2 separate regions of the Rattus norvegicus genome follow, and region 2 is linked to region 1. A link is a contact called in public Hi-C data. All regions are on one chromosome and are shown on one strand. The core of a region is the stretch at or near the end of the contact, and the rest is flanking DNA. Distances in the headings are between cores, read along the strand shown. Region 1 has its middle 84 kb from the start of Pam. Region 2 overlaps Pam (peptidylglycine alpha-amidating monooxygenase).

What was found. Hi-C and Micro-C count contacts between places; a contact is called where the count stands out from the background.
Region 2: a contact with region 1 is called in a Hi-C map of liver, with 4 times the contacts expected there. The contact joins two enhancer-like sites. A contact is called at or near these places in 5 of 12 Hi-C or Micro-C datasets (hepatocytes, kidney, liver and 2 more).

What each region holds. Positions count from the first base shown.
Region 1 is chr9:105,483,203-105,489,734 of GRCr8, forward strand. It overlaps a transcript of Pam not described here. Among named protein-coding and RNA genes, the nearest start is that of Pam, 84 kb to the right of the region's middle. Within about 2 kb of position 4,144, at least 6 of the 93 cell types and tissues checked have an H3K27ac peak or open chromatin away from gene starts, as enhancers often do. A contact at or near this core is called in liver, where this site is marked.
Region 2 is chr9:105,715,837-105,722,368 of GRCr8, forward strand. It overlaps Pam (peptidylglycine alpha-amidating monooxygenase), which reads left to right. Exons shown (of 25, transcript NM_013000.3): 24 at 1,898-1,951; 25 at 2,605-3,441. The coding sequence ends at 2,783. Among named protein-coding and RNA genes, the nearest start is that of Gin1, 43 kb to the right of the region's middle. Within about 2 kb of position 2,760, at least 10 of the 93 cell types and tissues checked have an H3K27ac peak or open chromatin away from gene starts, as enhancers often do. A contact at or near this core is called in liver, where this site is marked.

The sequences.
Region 1 (6,532 bases), core at 2,894-5,393:
TTTATAACTGCTCTCACTATAGAAATGAATGGTGCCCGTATGCCCGCTTCGGAATACAGCCCCATGAATAAAGAAAACAGAGAGTACACTACCTAGCTGAGTGCTGGCTGTACAATATATCCCATGCCCAAGTCAGTGTCCTATGCTAGCCGGAGCTTTTAAATCGTATTAGGGGAGATAAAAATATAAAGGGCTATTTTTGATATTTTTCACATGTTGGTGGGGACTTGTTATACCCCAATTTTGAAGGCTGGTCCCTTTGAACAAGAGATTCTAAGTTGTAGATTTCTTAATTGTAAAAATAAAGGTATCATAAGATATACTTTTATTTCGAGAAGTAAGTGTTAGAACGAAACAAGTCCCAATGCCTTGGTGACCTTATTCCTTATCTGACTTGTATGCACAGTGAGCTCCTCCTCGGCCTCAGAATCATTCTCAAGGCAGAATGAATGGCAAGAAGGCCCTGCTTCATCACCTGCCTGAGGTAGTCTGACCCTCCTCACCCTTTCTCTCCTTCCCAATGTGCAGATGACCTCCCTAGTATAGACACCACCAATTCACTTACTTGAAGAGGTGGGATTAGAGAGATGTAACCGGTGTTGTGGTGATGACTGGGCGCTTTACGCAGATACGATTTAAACCAGTGGCTCCCGAACATGAAATTACCTGGTGTGTGCTCTCCCTGCTGCTTCGTTCATGCGTTCATTGTTTACATGTTCCGTCAGTCAGTTTTCTGACCTGGGCCTCTCCGTTCTTTGCCTCTTGCCATTGCAGCCCTTACAGCCATCCTGGCCTTATCCTCTCCAAACAGTCGAGGCCCATGAACCACTTCTCTGGCTCAAGGGTATGCCTTGAGGAGTCCATGCTCCTTGTCCCTTCTTATTCTATGGCGGTTTCTTTTGACACCACCCTCCCCAGCCCGCAAACCCCTGCCAATCAGGGCGTGACTCACCGTCACGTGGTATGGCTCTTATGCGCCTTCTTCTACTTATATAAAGACGGCTATGAGTTACTCATCTTTTAATTTCCCTCATGGAGGAATACAGGTCCTATTCAAGGTGGTATCTCCAGGGCCTTCGTGGCAGTCTTTGCTGAACTTTAAAGGTGACAAATCCGAGGTCTGGGGAAGTTAAGTAACTAGTCTAACAGCAAAGAGATTGGCTGCCATAGACTCTGTGTTCCTTACTAAAAGTCCCCTAAACATTGCCTCCCTTTCACAGCTGGAAGTTGGGAATCTTATTAGGACAGGGAAGGAGGGTGACGTGGTGAGTTCTTGGATCATCTTCTGAGCATCTGAATGGGTGATTACTGTTTCCACATCGTTTCAGACAAGCATTGGTCCTGGACACTTTATTGTCTATTAGCTTTAGCTGAGCTTCTCTGCCCTTTCTTTTACCTTTCTTGCCCAGTCCATGCATAATTAATGTTTTTACAAGAATGCATTAACTCTTTGACTGCAGCGTAACAACAACAGGACGCTAAATTTCTAAGAATCTTCTGCCGGGCTACAATCTACAGTTGTCCATGCAGATGCAAGTTTCTACCTGACTTGAGTTATCTTCCAATAAATACTTGAGTTTCTTGAGCACTCCTTGCCTGACAGTGATTGTAGCTATTACTTTCTTTTCTGTGTGTTTTCCCAATACACTGTTTCTGCCAAAGCAGAACCTCGAGTTTTACCTCGTGGACATGGCTGCTGTTGACTGGAGTCCTTACTTTGGTCTTCCCCTATCCAGTGTGGCATTATAATTGATGTATTGATGTTGTTTTAACCGGATACAGGAGAAAAACAAGCTTTCTCATAATTAATATTATTAAACCGTATGAATTGTGCTTCAGCCTTCCGAGGGAAGATTATAAAGAAAACGAAGGTAGTTCGTTGAATTGGGGTTAAAATGGGCGATCCTGCAGGAATCCCACACAGCATGTGACGGGTATGCAGAGGTTGGAATATTCTCTCAGAGCAATGTTTGATGTACTACTCCACTTGACCTTTAAGAAGCCACTGATAACCGACTTTGATCGGTTAAACGGAAGGAGATCCAGCATTGTCCCACAGACTGGTTGATTAATTTAAATCCATAGATGTAGTCTTGCCTGAATGCCCTTTGCAAGGTCCATGTACAGAAGGGATGTTATTCAGAAGCACTGAGCCCAGTCTGGCTGTCCGACTCTTTCAGCTCTGCTGGACCTCTTAGGCTGCAGGCATCATCCTTAACCCCTTAATGCCCGCTTCAGCTCCTGTGCATGCTCCAAATTTCCTTCCATCCGCGTTCTGTTTGTAGCCTAGGGAAGAGGTATTTTACATCAGACTAATTGAAGGGCTAAAATAGGAAGTTATCTTCAACTAGGTTCTTTAGAAAAAAAAAACATTAGAGCTTAATCCCCCACTTCTTCTGAGGATCGTAATCAAAATTAGAATCACGAAATGTTGAAATAAGTTTTGGGCATTAAAGTAAGCCACATGTATAATTCCTTGCCTTTTAGATTCAAGACACTAAGGGCTTTGTTATCTGTGTTCAGTTCAGGATATGTGTCTAAGATGCAGGGCCCTTGGATGAGTTAAAGAAGTACAGTAAGGGGATAATCCTTGACCTTTAAATGAAAGCAAATTTTAAATTCTTCGAGGATAAAATGGAGTAGCTTCATTTTTTTTTTTCTTGGACTGAGAAGTGGCCTCACCACCTTCTTACACCACCTTCTGGCCGTCACAGGTGCTGCATGCATACGGTGCACACTCATACAAGCAGGCAAAACACCTCTACACATAATATGAGGAGATCCCCGGGGTGCTGGGGGCGGGGGTGACTGGGAGGGAGGAGTGAGCAGGATGTAAAGTGAATAAAAAAATTAAGAATAAAAAGTAATAAAAGACCAAAAAAAAGCCATTAATAAAACAAAACCCAACCAAACCGCACACATACACACACAGAAGAGAAGTTTTCTTCCATGGGCCAGTCTATCGGACGTACTTGCTGAAAAGGTAGCTGCTTATTAGAAGGTAGAGGTCCAGCTGAGAAACATAATGGGAAGTTAGGGAAACTAGAAGTTGTATGGTAGAAATAATGGAATCTAGTTCAGCTTTTATTTTTTGTTTTTGCGTTGTTGTTTTCACCTTTTGAGAGCAAAATTCATATTGGTATTTTAGCATGTCACGTGGGGTTCTTTTTTAAGAGCTTAAGTAAAAGCATTTAATCACTAGTACCTTGCTAACCTGGAAGCAGGTTGTGGAGTTTGTGTTCATTCGCTGTTGACTGAGGGAACGCCGAGCAGAGCACAGAGCTCCGTCTGTCCTCAGTAGAGGCTAGGAAGCAGGTATAGACTCTGCTCTTCAGAAGCTTAGAGGAAGTAGGAAAAATTCATAACCATGAACCATATTTTCTTACTGTTGCTGGCAGGGAAGGGACAGCACACTTGTTCAGTGCAGCCCCTAGCAGTGAGCCACAGTCTTCGACCCACAAAAGAGTGTCTTCAGGGTGGATAGAAAAAGAAAGAGCATTGGAGATTCTGAGATAGGTTTTGGTGGGTCGGTTGGGTTTCGTTGATAGAAAGGGGTGAGAGCAATTCGGAGGCAAAGTGGGGTGGGAAGGTAGGTACTCACGGACTTTCCCGAGAAGGGAGCAGATCCGTTTCTAGAGCAGAGAAAGCCCAGGATTGTCGAGAGAAGGGATAGGCGAGAGCAAAAGGGGGAGGGGTCACTGGGAAGAGAAGGGAGGGGAAACTGCAGTCAGGATGCAATACATGAGACCACAATAAAAAATAGTTTTAAAAGAATCTATCAGCAGATACTGAGTGTGTTGCAGTTCCTCGCCTTCCTTCATTTTTCAGGGGAAAACTGTAGATACTAAGTCTTCTTTCCCAAGCATCTTAGTTCAGAAAATTCAAATCAAACTGCAAAGTGCTACCGGTGTTTTTAATTCCTCAGTACATGTGACCTACCAAAACTAGATCACAGAGATGTTTTAAAACCTCAACTAGGCTGTGATAATTGATGATATTAGAACAGTAATAAAAAAGAAATATCTCAACAGCAACAACAATAACAGTAACAACAACAATAACAAGCCAAAGCTAGACCGGCTCACAGCCACACTGTACCAAATGCTAATCTCTGCACTCTTCACCCTGAAACAGGAAGTGGAGGAGGCTGGGCAGGGTTCAGTGGGCTATGGTCTGAAGTGCTTGGAGGTAAGACTGTCAGTGTCCTATAGGGGGAGCCTTTGAGAAGCTTGCAGTTTAGAATCGTGTCCAGAGGTAAACTGGACAAGATAGTTAAAGACTTATCAAGGACAAAGAAATGACCACGCAACGACCAGAAGAAGGTTTCACTGAAGACAGAAGTCAGTAATGAGACTAGAGAGTTATAAGATGTCAGATGGAGAAGCATCAGGGGACAGGTCACTAAATTTGGCCAGTACCTGACTTTCAATAGGAGGTCAGGCCATAGCCCTTCCTACCAGTTCTTGTACTTTTTTCATTAGCTCAGTGTGGATTTGTCTTAATTAGAATCCCGAATCCCAAATGTAGATCGAAAAACTCCATGCACTTCCAGTGTCTGGAGTTAGGTAATCATTCATTTAACCAAGAGCAGAGCAGCCAAGGGCACTGCTCCTGGGGGTTAGGAGGCAGTGCGGTATGAGCGGATTAAAAGTGCTTTGTCCTAGCCTTAGAGATGTGTAGTGGGGAGAGAGTTCAATGGCCACTGGAGCAGACTGCTCTGGCCTTCCAAGTTGGCTCGAACATCCCTCTGGACTCTAACCTCCCTTTGCTTCTTTTACTCACCAGCTCGAGTTCACATCCGATTAATATACAAGTCAGGCTGAGGGCCTTGTGGGTTCCCTAACTACAGTTTAAAGGTTAAGGTGTTTCCTGAGGGCTAGACTTAGGCATGACAAATACACTCTTACTGTAAAAGAATCATTTTCCATTTTAAGTTTTGATTTGTTTCCGTTTGGGTACCAGTGAAGCTTTCGGATGCTCAAAGAATAAGCCTATTGTTTTTCTGAAGTTAGGACAGATATAAGGGCATATACCTATCCAGCTGGAACCTGTCAGACCACAGGAGGGTGTAGTCCGTTACTCCCAGCTGTGCTTCTAACCTTTGGACCTCGTGTTCCTGTGGGTGGTCTAAATGTGGGTGTGCACTTCACCAGTCGCTGTTCTTAGAATAAACACAGAGACAGACAGGTAGTAGTGTTTTTATGTAAAGTTATCAACTGAAGAATTTATGATCTGTAAGAAGTCAGTGACATTGCACTGTTGGGGGGAAGAAAATTAACGGTGGTGGGAAAAAAGGAATAAGAATATTGAGTAGGATGTACTACATTTAGCTGCTTTTTAAAAATTAATTACAGGAGAATAAAAGCTACCTCAGGGTGAATTGTGGATAGGAGTTAGAGAAATTAGGTCCTTTTCTCCAAAGAAACATCTTTCGCAGACCATGTAATGTGGGCCACCCAGGGCCACTGGCAGGATTTATTTCACCTGGCAATCTTCCGTGTTTTCTTTAGCACTTTATAGTGTTAGAGATCTCGTGGTTTTGCCTGATGTGTGGTTATACTCTTCCTGTGATTGTCCTCTAAAAATAAATCTAACAAACTAGTTTTATTGATGGATCATTTGTCCTTTCTGACTCGCATCTCTGGAAAGGTCAGTGCACCTGCTCCGTTTGATGTGTTTGTTTCCTTGATAGCCTTAATTCACTTTTTCTTTCTAGCTCCACTCAGCTAGGCAGGATCTCTTTTTTAAAGAATGGTTCGAAGCGTCCTTGAACTCCTGTGGTCAGTGTAGGGCCTGGCCCTCCGAAGCTGTGATGAGCCCTCTGTGTATTCAGGTACACAGAGCCTAGTGTAACAGAGGGCACACAGGTGGATTTCTGCCTGTTGAATTAGTGTAATAATTCATAGTTGAATCTTCTTTAAAGTAGAGAATCATATAAAGACTGGAGGACTCTCCCTCAAATATAACACTCCTAATATTTATGTATGGTATGTCTTCTAGATACTTTTCAGTGCATGTTCACAAAAACAGGAATAGTTTGAGATATGATTTTATAGAGGTCGATAACCTTGAACTACAGAGCCTCCTGCCTTTGCCTCCTGATTTCTGGGATTACAGACATGAGCTGGCACATGCAGTTTTGAGCACTAGGGATTGAAGTCAGAGGCCCTCATGCATGGTAATCAAGCCTTCTACCTATGAGCTATGTCCTCCGCCCAACAAATGTTGCTTTTTAAAGAGAAAATTATGCCATATGTATAGGGCAATATATTTTACATTTAGTGTACATGGTATGTGGTACATAGTGTGTGTGTGTGTGTGTGTGTGTGTGTGTGTGTGTGTGTGTGTGTGCGCGCGCCCGCAGGAGCACACATGTGTGTTTGCTATTATAGCATGCAACTATAGGAAGCAAGAGAACAGTTGTCAGGAGTTGGCTCTTTCCTACCACCATACCGGTCCTGGGGATCAAGCCCAGGTTGTGGAGCTCAGAATCAAGGAACAGACTTGACCAGCCATCTCCCTAGCTCTTAGT
Region 2 (6,532 bases), core at 1,510-4,009, 230 kb after region 1:
TATTGTACCTCTGAGTAGCAACCTCCAGGTCTTAAGGCAAAGGTCTATGGTTATATCTGGGAAGGAAACTGTGGGACAGAGTGGGAGGCAACATTCAGTCAGGAAACAAAGTCTGGTCTTGTTGGAGACCCAGATAGCCATGGCAGTGATTCAGGTGCCCATGGGGAAAGCCTTGACACACAAGAAGGCATGAAACAGACAGTGGAAAGAAGGTTCCACTCAGTAAGTCGCGAAAGCGATGAGTCTTAGATTTCCCTTAACTTTTTTATTTTACTTCAAACAAATCTTTGAAAACAGGATAGTTAACTCTTCCCTCCCCTCCCCCCCCTGAAAAAAAGACTATCTGAAATTATCAGGAAGTTAATCAGGCATAAGTTTTAAAAGAACAATCGTGTTATTGATGTGTGGTATTTAATGACTGTGCCTAGGATGAACAGTTCTTCACACTATCTGTTCAATAAGATAATTGTTGAAAAACAAACAAACAGGAACAGATGAGTAGATGAAACTTGGAATGTAGATGACACAGAAGAGATATCTAAAGCCGTAAGGGAAGATGATAATGTAGGGACAGCGATAACGGATATTAGGACTACATAAAGCCTTGTACGCACGGCAGGACTCTGGGATGCTGAACCCCCAAAAATAGGAGAGGGAGCCACTTTAGGGAGCCAGGAAGGCTTGTTTTCCTGCTTGCTCTTAGGAACATAGAACAGTGGCATAAAGCCATGTGGGAAGGTAGCAACCCAGGTCAAGCCATATGAAAGTGTTGCTGTCCCTCCATGTTTTACTTAGCAACATTGTAATTGCATGCAGTTCTGCTGCGTTGGTAGATTGATTAGCTTGCCACTATTTTCAAATGTGTTTTTTCTTTCCCATTGGATTTTATCTAATTTTTCAACCCAATCCCACCCCAAGGATTTTTCCTGATCCAACACACCCTGGTTGTGTATTATATTGCTCTTCCAGCCAGACACCAAAGCAGGCATGGGGCAAGCATGCTTGGCGAAGGAACGCACTATGTCTTTGTGGAACTGAGTCTGATTTTTGGCTTTCCGACAGTTCTCCTCCTTCCTCTGCCTTGTTTTCTACCTGTCCGCTGCCGCCTGCCTTTTAGCTCTCTTCATGAAGCTACCCTGCACCCTAACGCTTCTCTGAGCATAGCCCAGGAAGGAACGGGGAGACCAAGGCAAAACGTCTAGGAAGAGACATACCAAGGGGACAGTGGGAGTCCTTTGGGACCTCTGCATCCCCATAAAAAGAGAAAATGATTGATCTTGGGGACAAGAGCCCCAGAGGGATGACTGAAGTCGTGGAAACTATACAGGGTTTCCCGTCATTCCCATTTATTTAAGCTTCAGATGAAGAACAGAATCCAATTCCAAAATAGGATTGCCCACTGCTGTTCACAGAAAGGGTAAAGCTTAACACATATCCCTAAATTGTTGGAATAAAAGCTTCCAATTTTTATTTATAATATTTTGCTAACTTAATTCTATCCCAATAAAAACTGTTGACGTTAGCACATTTTTACCATTTCATATAATACACCCCCTTATATGTCAGAGATATGGAAAGATGAATATGACCTCATTTCTTGGAGAAAAAAAAAACCTGAGGCTCAAGGCATGATAATGTCAAAATTGCAGTCTATAAGAGACACAGACAAGAGTTTACCCCTTATTACTTTGCAATTTCCACAATTTTCAGCCTTCTTTATGCTTCTCAATAGCATATAAACCTTTTTAAACTGCACGTAAATAAAATTTATTAGCCATTTGTAAGTTCCCGATTTTATGATGAACGTTGAGCCCTTGGATAGAAAAGGGTGAGAGACACATTTAAAAATGGGCCGTCTTTTTTTCCCCTTTGTCTCGTCTTGTTTTGTTTAAAGCAGATCATGACCGCAAGCTCGAGTCAAGTTCTGGAAGAGTCCTGGGAAGATTCCGAGGTATGCCTGTGACCTTTCAGAATCTCTGTGTCTGGCCCAGAGTCAGCGAGCTCGTGTCTCGCAAAGAACCAGGCACTGTGTCATAGTTTGACTCTGAAAATCCAGCCCCTAGTGGGCAGTTAGTGTCCCAGCATAAATGCAAAGGGAAGACCGGGAAGCGTGGGCCTCCCCGCATCCTGCCCTGCTCTGTTTCTCTTTTCCAATCGCCATTCTGCAGCTTCTCCTCCCTCCCCCCCACAACCCCCCATCTGTTTGCTTTTGTCTTTGGTAAACTTCCTGTCTGGTAGAGCGGTCAGTGCTTGTCTCAGGGAAGATGACCTTTTCAGAGTCGTGGAAATGAGAAGCAGCTCAGGGGTTGCCAATTCAGGGGAGCTGTGGAGAGACAGACAGTGAAAATGGGTCTGAAATATCTCTGCAGAAACTCACTCCCGGGGAATTTCAGGATTTGATCCTTTACTTCGGTAAAGTCTGTTGAGCAATATCCATCTGGTTGTGTAAGGGAAATCTCTTTGAATACCATTCTTTAAAAAAAAAAATCTACCCTCTTCCATTCCCAATTTCTGTCTCTGTTTAATGTTTGAAATTTTACGAGGAAACAGACTTGTTTGTGCAACTTTTAACTCCACTGTGGCGACTGATTTCTTTCCCCCCAGGAAAGGGAAGCGGCGGCTTAAATCTGGGAAATTTCTTTGCAAGTCGAAAAGGCTACAGCAGAAAAGGGTTTGACCGAGTGAGCACAGAGGGGAGTGACCAAGAGAAAGATGAGGACGACGGAACTGAGTCTGAAGAGGAGTACTCGGCCCCGCTGCCCAAGCCTGCACCTTCCTCCTGAGCTCCAGCCTTCGCCCGGGTAGCTGGACTGAGGTTTACCAGGATGCCCAGACTCCTTCCCCTTTAGCGCGTGTAAAGTTCTGTGCATTTGATTGTAAACTGTACTCGTCAGTGTGGGACTGTACACACCTTATTTACTTCATTTGGCTCCGTTGGCTTCTGTTCTCTAGGTGAGGAGTTCCCCACCAGTTCACTCCAGTGCCATTGTCTTTATATGAACTTAGCGTAGAGAAGCCGCCCTCCTCTTCCAAGGTAGCGCTCCAACCCCCGAGGGAAGTTTAGCTCATTCACATTTGGAGACGTTTTAGTTGGTGGATGTAAATAGCCCTATTCTCTGCTTGAACACAGTATTCTCCCAGTCCACACCCATCGCCAGTGTCTTTCTTTGGTGCCTTTCCTGTTCAGCATTCTCAGCCTGTGGCAGTGAAGAGAACCAACCTGCCACACGACGAAAAGCTGCTAAATCTCCTTCTATTTTTTTAAAATCACTAACATTATATTGCAATGAGAGAAATTTTAAAAAGTCTCTATTTAAATTCTTTTTTTAAATTTCTCCTCAGTTGGTGTGTTTCCGGGATGTCTTATTTTTAGATGGTTACACTGTTAGAACACTATTTTTCAGAATCTGAATGTAATTTGTGTAATAAAGTGTTTTCAGAGCATTAGCAAGTCAGTGTATTTTGTGATTTTTTTTGGCATGTGTACAATATTTTATACACATCTTTTAGTAATTACACAAGTCAGTGAGCGATACTAGGTCATTCTTTTCAACCAAAAGAATTGTTTTGAGTAGAATTTAGAAGATAGTTTTATGGGACCAAGATAGAGCGAGAACTATGGTAAGGTTATTCTTACATGAATAAAACCAGATTCTCTTTGAAACCTCCTAAAATGTTTCACATAACATTAAACAGTAGAAATCGCTAAAGGAAAGGGGCCTATATCTCAGATGTCAAACACAAATGCGTCAATCAGCATAGCTCAGTACTGGCTGTTTTCCCTTAAGGAATTATTTGACCCAGGGTCAAGGGTGCTTACAATATAAAAGAGTCCTCACACTGACGACAGATTACTTTTTGAGATCTTTTTTTATGACATATCAATGCAACTTAGTAAGAACCTGATAATTTCCCTTTTTAAATGATTTGACTCTAGAGCACTTTCATCAAAATGCCCGCTTGAATTTCAGGCATCTTAATAATTGAAATATTAAGGAAAGGTACTTGCTGGAAAAAAAAATGTTACTGTTTAAAATCGTCTTCCTTCATGACCGGCAATCTGATTGGAAGTGTTCGTCCCTTCAATACTTTGAGCTCACCCTCAAGTTAAAGCTTCACTTTTGTGATCCCTGTGTTTTCCCTTCAGACGAGGAGGTTCATCTCTGACCGTTCCTTTTCCTTTCCACCAAATTGGTGGTGAATACAAGAACAGTATTTGGACGTTTGTGAGCACGTCCAACTCTATCTTAACACCTCCACAGCAGAATTAGTCCGTGCTTGGACTGCGTGTGATAGGGGCTGACTGGGAAGAGGACCAAGCCTTCAGTCATGGAACAAGTTAGTCAGACTCATACCTACGCTGTCTTTTGTGGCCCACGAGCTGACCATTTGCTATACTTTTAAAATATGTACATCTGATCCTGTCTGAGCAGTTTTATGATGAATTAATTGATACGAAGAGATCAAAGTGCTACAATGTAAGGGAACAAGAAAAAGGGGAGTATACTCATCAAAACAGAATAATCATTACAAGCCCTTGACGCCTGCTCCTGGACGATGAATTTGACTCCAGATTTTCTGGTAGCTCATTAAATAATACTTGATTACTTCCATAATTCATGCGTACATCAAACATTTATTACTCTTAATATTAAGATGAGAACAATTGGCCCCCAAGTGTCTAGAGAGGGATAAAGCCATGTAAAGTAATTCGAATTAATTGGTCATAGACACAGAGTAGATACATACATTTTGCAGATCTGTTACTGCACGTGTCTCTCAACGGAGACACATGGCATTAGAAGAAGGGAATTTCAGAAAATTGATTTTTCTCACTAACACTGCAGTACAGTCACCACAAGAAGTCAATGTCTGTGGCTTACGTAACTGTAGAAACTAGAAACAAATGACCTGCATCTATTCCGGGTTGTTTTTCCCCTGATACTGTTCTTGGCTGAACTTTATTTACTCAGTCAACTAGAGACTGCTCTGCCTGAGACACAGAAGGAAAAGATCCCAGCCCTCGGCTGACAGGGAATGTAAGAGCTCTGTTACTCTATCACACGTCCTTATTTATCAGAGTTAGCCTTTAATGGCACACGCTGGGAGTGAGGGTCTTAAACTTTCTGTAGGTGAGTCCAGTGTAAAGCAGGAGTTTAAACTCACTGCCATGGAGAATGGACATCTCCATCCACCGGTTACAACGGGGATGGGTGTATGCTTCCAAAATTATAGATGGTTTGGAACAAAAGAGATTCTGAAATTTTTTTTTTACATTTTTTTCTTTGAAAACTTCATACATGTATGTAACACATTCTGGTCACAACTCTGGGTGCCTTAATTTATTCCACGTGTAATACTGGATATTAGGATTGTATGATTGACTAATTAAGAAGCATAGGTAAACAGCTGTGCTTTTGTTTTCATTGCAATTAGGTTGGTCTGAGCATATTATCTGGAGAGGTTAAATGAATGGTTTTGTCGTTCACTGAATTGGGCCAAAATTACTCTATGCATAAAAGACTTTTGTTCTTAGCTCTCTTCCTTTCTTTTTTTGAAGACTTATTTCTTTATTATATATAAGCACACTGTCTTCAGACACACCAGAAGAGAGCATCAGGTCTCATTGCAGATGGTTGTGAGCCACCACGTGGTTGCTGGGATTTGAACTCAGGACCTCTGGGAGAGCAGTCAGTGCTCTTAACCACAGAGCCATCTCTCCAACCCCTTCTTCCTTCCTTTTTAAAATCAGCATATCCCTTCCAATTTTCCCAGGCATCCCTAAACTTCTATAAGTCAAACATTTAAGACGATGACAGTGAACATCACAGACTGCATTGGCACACGCTTGACAGTCCCCTGAACTGTAAGCCACTGTCCCTGTATCCTATTGCAGTACTTAAACGCTGGTGCTAGGAGCAGGAATAAGCTCAGTTTCCCTCTTGCTCACTTCTTAGGGGTGGTTGGGGGAGCAGGGGATTCCAAGTGACCATAGGTGTCTGTTACTGATGCAGCTCTCTGGATCACAACCTGAGGAACTAGTTAAAAACTGTGGCCGTGGGACCGGAAATAGTATCTTAAAAACTTTGTGTGAGGTGGAAGAGGGACTCTTAGGCATCCAAGGGATAACCCTAGCTAAGACTCCCAGCAATATTGAGTATGGAACCTAAAATAGCCATCTCTAGTAACCAGAAAAGACTTCCAGTGGAGGAATTAAGACATCAACCTAGCCACAAAAACTTTGTCCTGCCTATAAAAGCTGTAGATGTAAAGATGAAGCAGAAATTGAAGAAAAATCGAACCAATGACTGGCCCAGGGTAAGACCCATGCCATGAGAGAGCCCACCCCTTACACTATTAATGATATTTTGCTATACTAGCAGTCAGGTGCCTAGCATAACTGTCATTTAAGAAGCTTCACCCAGTAACTGATGGAAACAGGTGCAGATACCCACAGCTTGTCATTAGGTAGGCAGAGCTTGGGGAATCCTGTGGAAGAGGAGGAAGGCTAACCTGGGCCCATAAAGGCCCA